2 separate regions of the Mus musculus genome follow, and region 1 is linked to region 2. Evidence: chromatin contacts called from public HiChIP or PLAC-seq data. All regions are on one chromosome and are shown on one strand. Each heading gives the region's core, a stretch centred on a gene start, on an enhancer-like site or on the middle of the called end of the contact. The rest is flanking DNA. Distances are from core to core; before and after follow the strand shown.

Evidence for each region. HiChIP or PLAC-seq counts read pairs in DNA pulled down with a chosen protein or histone mark.
Region 1: an HNF4G HiChIP or PLAC-seq map of pancreatic cancer cells shows a contact between it and region 2. The contact joins two enhancer-like sites. A contact is called at or near these places in 13 of 39 promoter capture datasets (the 3T3-L1 cell line, the C10 cell line, the HPC-7 cell line and 8 more), 1 of 15 datasets of contacts at CTCF or cohesin (large pre-B cells), 33 of 484 Hi-C or Micro-C datasets (B cells, the C2C12 cell line, CD4 T cells and 22 more), 5 of 115 datasets of contacts at active chromatin or transcription factors (astrocytes, bone marrow-derived dendritic cells, bone marrow-derived macrophages and 2 more) and 3 of 9 other capture datasets (embryonic stem cells, liver and macrophages).

The regions. Positions count from the first base shown.
Region 1 is chr1:131,758,500-131,762,650 of GRCm38.p6, reverse strand. Slc26a9 (solute carrier family 26, member 9) reads right to left here. Exons shown (of 21, transcript NM_177243.4): 10 at 4,067-4,151; 11 at 3,815-3,892; 12 at 3,158-3,253; 13 at 839-945. Among named protein-coding and RNA genes, the nearest start is that of Slc26a9, 17 kb to the right of the region's middle. Within about 2 kb of position 2,435, at least 63 of the 459 cell types and tissues checked have an H3K27ac peak or open chromatin away from gene starts, as enhancers often do. A contact at or near this core is called in the STO cell line, bone marrow-derived dendritic cells, bone marrow-derived macrophages and 4 more, where this site is marked.
Region 2 is chr1:131,284,774-131,288,583 of GRCm38.p6, reverse strand. Srgap2 (SLIT-ROBO Rho GTPase activating protein 2) reads left to right here. Exons shown (of 23, transcript NM_001081011.2): 23 at 1-3,333. All of the region lies in intron 1 of Gm51644 (a long non-coding RNA gene), which reads right to left. Among named protein-coding and RNA genes, the nearest start is that of Ikbke, 7.1 kb to the right of the region's middle. Within about 2 kb of position 1,498, at least 70 of the 459 cell types and tissues checked have an H3K27ac peak or open chromatin away from gene starts, as enhancers often do. A contact at or near this core is called in the STO cell line, bone marrow-derived dendritic cells, bone marrow-derived macrophages and 4 more, where this site is marked.

The sequences.
Region 1 (4,151 bases), core at 1,186-3,685, 470 kb before region 2:
TATTTATTTATTTATTTATTTATTTATTTATTTATTTTATGTATATGAGTCCACTGTACTGTCTTCAGACACCCTAGAAGAGGGCATCAGATCTCATTACAGATGGTTGCGAGCCACCATGTGGGTGCTGAGAATTTAACTCAGAACCTCTGGAAGAGTAGCCGGTGCTCCTAATCTCTGAGCCATCTCTACATCTCTGGGACTCCTGCTCTTATGTAGGCTTGTTAGTCTTTCTGCCCTGGGGACCTGGGTCTGATGTCTCTGGCTGGTCTACCACTAGGCATGTTTTGAAGTGGCCCCCAGACTAGGCTCAGGGGAGAAGGAAGAAGAGTCCTTAGGTGAGAAGCCTGTAAGTCCCTGGTTCTGAGTTTACAAGAAGACAAGGTTTCTCCAACACTCAGCGGCAATTGTTGCCCACTTAGCTCCTCTGTGGCAGCCTCACCTGCTCTGATGGCTACTTTTGGAGGAAGAGCACAGAGTCCATCCTCTGACCTAGTGTTCCCGGGGTAGGGTCCCATTTGAGCTGAGGTTCTCAGTGTTTCTAGAGGGATGGTGGGTTTCACTCACTCTTTCCTGTCTGCTTCCCCTCATCCCCAGTCCTCTGAAACCATGCTGGTTTGCTCTGAGGTTTTAGGGTACAGAAATTAGGTAGCTTAGTCTATGCCCACTGTCTTGGCCGAACTCTGTACTTCTGAGGTCTGGTAGCATGTCCCTGTGCTGGGCCCAGAAGGCAGAATGTACAGTGTGCTATGTATGCTACGTCTTGGCATGGGAGTCCCCTTGCAGACTGGTCCAGCAACCCCATACTGTGCCTGGGAGGGGCGGGGTTGTCACTTACAACTGGGTCTGGAAGATCACAACCAGGATGGAGAAGGCTACACCCACTGCGACACCGTAGGGCAGGCTCAGGAAGAACGAGGAGAGGAAGCTCACCACCCAGACACACTGTGAGGAGAAGGATGTCAAAGGCAGCCCGGGGTGAAAAACTGCCTCTTTCAGGAAGTCCTCAGGATTAGTCAAGGTCCTGGTTACCCTGCCCAGCTCAGATCTCTTCTGCTCTTGCTTCATTTTTGCAGTGAGTCACGTACTGGCGCTTTGCTTTGTTTGCCTGCTTCTCTTATACCAAGTGCAGCTCATGACCTTTTCCCCCCTCCAGAGCCAATGATTGGATACAGGGCCTCATATACCAGACAAGTACCCTACCATTGAGCTCCACCCCTACCTCACCCCTACCTTGGTCTAGTTTTAAAAATAGAAATCTAGCCTTCTATTTTAATAGAATACAGAAGTGTGAGCAGAGAGGGCGCATGAGCAGAGTAAGAAGAGCGTGCCCCCGGGTCAGGTGCACCCAGGTTCCAAGCTGGGTTCTGAACTGTATAGCCGGGAGAGCCGGTTTCCTAGTCCACACAAGGGAAAATGAAGTCCACTCTGCAAGAAGACCGGGGTGTCAGAGAGTCTCTGGTCCTAGACTTGCAGTGTGTTATGGATGTGAGCTCTCTTCCTATCTAACAGTGAGGTGTCCATGCTTTGATGGGAACTCAGCTCCTGAACAGAAAGTGTGGGGCAGGTCTCCTGGTCGGGTGTGTTCTCCCTTAAGGGCCCCCAGGGAGCTTCTAAATGGCTCTAAAGCTGTGCTTCTCAACCTTCCGAATCTGTAACCCTTTAATGTTATGGTGACCTCCAACCATAAAATTATTTTGTTGCTACTTTAAAACTATAATTTTGCTACTGATATCATCTGATGTATAGTGTATGATGATGATACATTAATGATACACACGATGATAATCATAATTAACTATTTGATATACGGGATATCTAATATGTGACCCCTGTGAAAGGACCGCTGGATTCCCAACAGGGGTCATTACCCACAGGTTGAGACTTGCTGTTAAAGGGGGTCAGTCTCTGTTGGGAATTTCTGTAGAAGCCCACTGAAGATCAAGTCACATGACAACATCACATGGCTACCAGGGACTACGGCCAAAGCCAGGAGATGGATGCCAGGTGGTAAAAGCCGATCCTTGGGAATTAGCTGGGAATTAGAGCATCTAGTTTCTTCCTGTCTCCTCTGCTCACTGGGAGTCCCCAAAGGGACCACACATTTTCTAACTTTAAAGACTTCCTTCCCTCCATGGTGCAGGCAAGCCTCTGCCTTCTAGAGGCAGGACAGCCCAGAAGTCTGGAGCCCAGCAGGAAGTTTCCAGCTAGACCCTGGCACTTGCTTCCTCCACCGCCTCTGCCATTCTGAGCCTGACTTTTGTCATCCTCAATCGGGTTTAGTAAGTCTCTGGGCTATGGTGGGTGGGCTAAGGTAGAAACAGGACAGCATTGTCAGTATGCTGGAGCTTTTATCAGTCCTGCCTGTGAAGGCACAGCTGCAGTATGAAGTCACACTCGAAGGATGTTTACGTAGTATGGTGCTTTCCCATTGTGATTCAGTTAACCTCAGAGCCAGTATATAATGCAGAGCACAAGTTCATCCCACAAATAGAGGAGGAAGTAGAACCCTAGAGAAGCCTAGAAACTTGCTCAGGAGCCCAGTCTTTATGTTCTAAGCTTTTTTTTTTCTTCCTTCCTTCACAGAATGATCTTTTTTTTAATTGGAGGGGGCACAGTAAATTATAAAAGTAATAGATACTAAGTTTTGTTGATGACGCACGTTAACCCAGACCACATGCAGTTTTGCGAGTATGAACCCATCTTCTTCATAAGCCATCCCAAAGTGGAGAGAGCACGTGTCTACTTCAGAGGTGCGGGAGCTGAGGGCCAGGGAAGTGAAAGAATTTGCTATTGGCTACAGAGCCAGGGAGTGGTTGAACAAAGAGTGCCTCTCTCCACAGCTTGGCTTCTCAAGCCCTGGGGTCTGGGGAACAGCAGACAAAAGGGCTTTGCATCAGGCCAGAGCTGCAGGTTACAGGAGGGCAGGACATACACAGACACACTTACACAGTCCACACACACACACACACTTACACAGTACACACACACACTTACACAGTACACACACACACACACACACACACACACACTTACATAGTCCACACACACACACACACACACACACTTACATAGTCCACACACACACACACACACACACACACACACACACACTTACACAGTCCACACACACACACACACACACACACACACTTACACAGTCTAGCTTACTCTTCCTCCAGAGGTAGTAGGGGTCAGTGAGCTGCTTCAGGGAGTTCTTGAGATTGACAGCGATCAGGGCACCTAGCACAGCCTGGAGAAGCAGAACATTGCCACGTGTCATTTGAGATATCCCCATCACCCTGGCCTTCCTACACATGCCTGACCCTGGAGTCTGGCAGGACAAGGCAAAAGTTCCAGAATTCTTTCCCCAAATTCCTCCTCAATCTGAGGATTGGCAAGTGTAGCCTCTGGAGCCACACACTTCGTTCTGGGCCCAGTTTTACATTTCTCCTCTCCCTGCATCCTTGGATGGCTCACACCTTAACATCTTTGTGAGAGGCTCTGAGGGTGCCCTGAAATACCAGATACCTTGCCCACTATTCTCCTGCCTAGGAATAAAACTCCCAGAAAGCCGGAGGTTGGAATCAGTAACACACTACCCAGCAGCCGTCTCACCGACAAGCCAGACAGTCAGCTTCAGTCTCCCCCTCACCCATACAATGGAGGAATAAAATTTACATAATTTACTTCGTAGGATAACGGAAACCAAAGGTGACAGTGATGGCCAACCAAGCGCTACTCCCACTCATAGGGATTGTTTTGCTGCAGGCGGTCACTGTTCCCCCAGTCTCCCCCTCAGTTGGGCTCTTACCTTGGGGAGAGGGTACAGATAGGATCCCAGGACCAGCATGGTGATCATCACCACCAGAGACACACACAAGCTGGCCACCTAGTCAGGGAAAGAGCTGGGGTGAGCGGGCTTGCTGACTTGGCTGCTTCCCAGCTGATCATTGGGTAGAATGGAAGCTAGCTGGGTAAGGCTGGCATGCCCATGGCCCCTGAACTTCTCAGGGACAGTTACTCTCTTTTCACTCCTACCCCAGTTCCCTGAGACAAAGCTTACCTGGGATTTCCCTCCAGCCCCATCCACAGCCAGTGTGACTGAGAGAGCGCAGCAAATGACGTGGATCTTGAAAAAGGAGCCGAAG
Region 2 (3,810 bases), core at 249-2,748:
TCTCGGAGCTTTGGAAGTTTTTCTGAACATAGAGACTTTTCTTCCGTTCCTGTCTTTGTCTCTGACACACCATTTTCCATGTAAGATGTTTTCCAATATAAGACAGTTCTATAGCTAGCTCCTTTTAGAGTAAAAAGTCTTAAAGTTTTATTGTGTTTATGGCAGATTTAAAAAGGGTAGGAAATGAGTCCTTCTTTCTCCCACTATTTTTGGCATCTGATACTTTTAAAATTTGCCATTCCATTAAAAAAAATTAAGTTGCTCTCTGCTAATCCAAAAATTGGGCCCAGATTAAAACTATTTCAAGTTCACCTCTTGGCTTAGTTTTGTTATAAAGCTCTCGGGATGAACAGGGGCTTGAAAATCCCTCGATAAATTCTAGAAGTGCTGCCTCTTGAAACTGTTTTTTGTTTATCCAAACAAGGGTGACTAAGGGAACTTTGACCTCCACCAACTCAAAACTGTTTTCCCAAAACCAGAATCTTAAAAAAGGGAAAAACTGAATGTGTCACATTGGGTCCTGCCTTTGACCTTTTTCTACCGTTAGATGCTCTCCCAACCTACAAGCCTGGTGCTTGAAACACTGGCTCTTTTACATCGTGCTTCCCCAGGAGCACCAGAGCTAGGAAATCACACCATGGGATCATGTGTTTCAACAGCTCCCTGCCGCTCAGGCTCATTCTCTGTTTCCTGGCTTGAATGCTATGCTTTTATTTTAACTGTATTGTTTTCTATAGTTCAAGAGAGATGGGTTTGTCATTTGGGTTGGAATCTCTGAGTGTTCTTAGCTTTGGGCTAGAAATGATCCTTTTGGACCAACTTGTGAAGCTGGCAGTTGAATCTGTAGAAAGTGGTGGATGCCTCTCTCTGAGTGAAGGGAATGGGGAGCTTGAAGGAGTCACTAACGAGAAGAGTAACTTGCAGCACCAGGAAGACTGCCCCCTGAGCTAGAGCAGAGAGAGCTTGAGTGGTGTGAGTCTGACTGCATGGGGCACCCCTTGGTCCTTTGGATGTCTGATCCTTGCTGTGCTTTTTACTGACCTGGGCTTGTACTGCTCCTGAGCCAATAGGGGCTTCCAGACCCAAGGATCCGTTTCCTTGATGACTAAGAAGCCCCACCCTTCCCTTTTTACATTCCTCCTAACCTAAGTGAGCAGAGTTTCCACCCTGCCCTACATCCTCTCTCCAGGCACTACCCTCTAAGAAGGTAAAAGCAAAGGTTCTTGAAGACCATGCTTTGGGCCTGTACTTTCCTTCTTGCCTTCTCTCTTAATCCTGTACATTATTTGTGTTTTTTCATCCCTTTGGTCCGATGTCCATCTGCTGATTTGCATAATGAACTGGACAGTGTACAAGTGGTTCCCTACTAACCCCAGCTCTGGGAGCCTAGCTGTCTTCCTTATCTCTGGTGCTTCTGACGCCTGTGAGACGGTCCTGTTAGAAGGAGTAGGAACCAGAAGGAGGAGAGTCCTCCGCAGCAGAGCTCACTTCAACTGGAATTGAGGTTGCACACTGTGATTTCACAACCAAAAGCCAAAAGGAGCCGGCCACCCCAGGCCTTAGGCAACCAGCCTTCCTCAAATAGGCTTGCCTGAAACCAGCATGATGTTTCCAAGAGCCCTGCTCTGCCCCTCGTGGCATGGATCCTTTCCCTGGTGTGGACTTAAGTCTCTGGGGAAGAAAAGTGGGTGGGGCTACCAGCATCCCAGTTTGGAAAGTAGAGGAGTTTGCCACCAGCAGCTTAGAAACTGGAAATGCTGGTCTCTGCCAGCCTCCTCAGGCCACCCTCATTTATCCCCAAGGAGATGAGAAATCCTTCCAGTACCAGGATGAACAGACCACTGGAAGGGCTGGTGTGCATGGACTTCAGTTCAGAAGAGAACTTAGATCTTCCAGGGAACTGCAGTGTTGTGGCGTCTGATTTGTATGTCACATTTGTGTAAAATGGTATGTTCTTTAAAATGGTGTTGATAACTGGAATATTGTATGTATGCTTGAAGATGCTTTGTGCGAACCTAAGACTCACTCAGCCAATGCTGGATTGGGAAAAATCCAAAGCACAACTTCAAAATAAAATACATTTTTAGGTTTTGCCGCTGTACGTCACCTCCCTTCCCCTCTCCCTGAAAGCAGTGAAGTAACAAAGTCTGAGCCTTGCAACAGTAGGAACTAGGTGACTTTGAGTGCCACCTCCTTTCCCCTCTACAGCATTACTCCCATTTAGCCCATGTGTGGAGCCTCAGAGAGTTTGAAGGAAGTCTCCAGCATACTATTCACCAGTCCGTGGTTGTAAGAACTTCCCTCAACAGAACCCACCTTTTGTTTTCAATGCGGACGGCTTTCATTTCCAGCTTTATGATCAGCGTTCCCCACTTGAAAGCCTAGCCAGGCCATGGTGATGCATGCCTGTAATCCCAGTATGGAGACATGTGGATCTATGCGAGATGGAGGCCAGCCTGATCTACAGAGTGAGTGCCAGGACATCTGGGGCTACACAGAGAAGCCAGCCCTGTCTTGGGGGAGGGGGGGAAGAAAGAAAAGAAAAGAAAAAGAAAGAAAGAAAGGAAGGAAGAAAGGAAGAAAGAAAGACAGACAGACCTATGAAACTGGTTGGAAACTTACCAACTATAACTAAGGGTTGCCAGACAGCTCTGTAGTTTAAGTTTGCCTGCATGCATGTCTGCATAGTAAATGTATGCAGTGACATGGAGGTCAGAAGTAGGCATCAGGTCCTCTGGAACTGAACAGACACAGCAGACAGTTTTGAGCCACCATGTAGGGCTGGAAACTGAACTCTGGTCATCTGCAAGAACAATCAGTGCTCTGAACTGCTGAGCCATCTCTCCAGTCTGCCAATGGAATGGCTATTGTCTTTCACAGCTAGATCCCCAAGTCTGCCTTTGGCTATCCCTGTATATGGAAAAAGGTCTGACTGACAGGTCTGTCTTGCTGCCGGTGGAGGTGGAGAGTACAGGGAGACTTCCACTCGCTTAGAGATAGATGCCTTGTGTTTTAATAGAAAATGAACATGATGGTGGAGTTCATAAAAAGTAACAGCTGGTTTCTCTACCACATATCCTGCCAAGAGATGTTCCAGAAGCCCAAAGCAATGGAGCCAGCCAGTCATGGACTGAAACCTCCAAACTTGTCCCCTGGAGGCTTCCAGATAAGGAAAAACTGAGTCTGCAGTGTGTGTGTGTGTAAATGTACATATACATTGTCAGATTCATAGAGATTACTTGCCTCTGCCTCCTGAGTGCTGAAATTAAAAGCATGCACCACCATGCCCTTCACAATTATTTTTTTCTAAGATGTTGCTGAATTCTTAAAACAGCACCTTTGTCCTTGTCCTGTCTACTTGATGAATTTATGGACAGACCAGCTTAGCACTCTTTCCTATCCTGCACACAGATTCTGCCTTGTATGGGGCTATTTGACTCCTTACACCATGAGTTGCTTTCCTGTCCCAGGTAAGAGCAAGTGTGCACACATGCCTGTGCACACACATATTTAACATTTGAGAAATTCAGAAAGTGTGTGTGATCATGTTCATCCTGCCCCAGTTCTTCCCAGACTCGTCCCCTCTTCCTAATCTTCCCTACCTAACCTTGCCCACCCCCATCAAGGATGGTTGGTGCTGCCCCATGTTCTTGGCTGTGTGGCCTTCCACTGGAGCATGGTCTGCTTGTCAGGGACTGCACTCTTAGAACTGACCCTCTCTTTCCCAGATGCTAGCAATAACCTCTCACTCCTCTGCTAGGGGTGGGACGTAATGTCCAACTCCCTCTGCGTGCTGAGATCTGGTCTGGT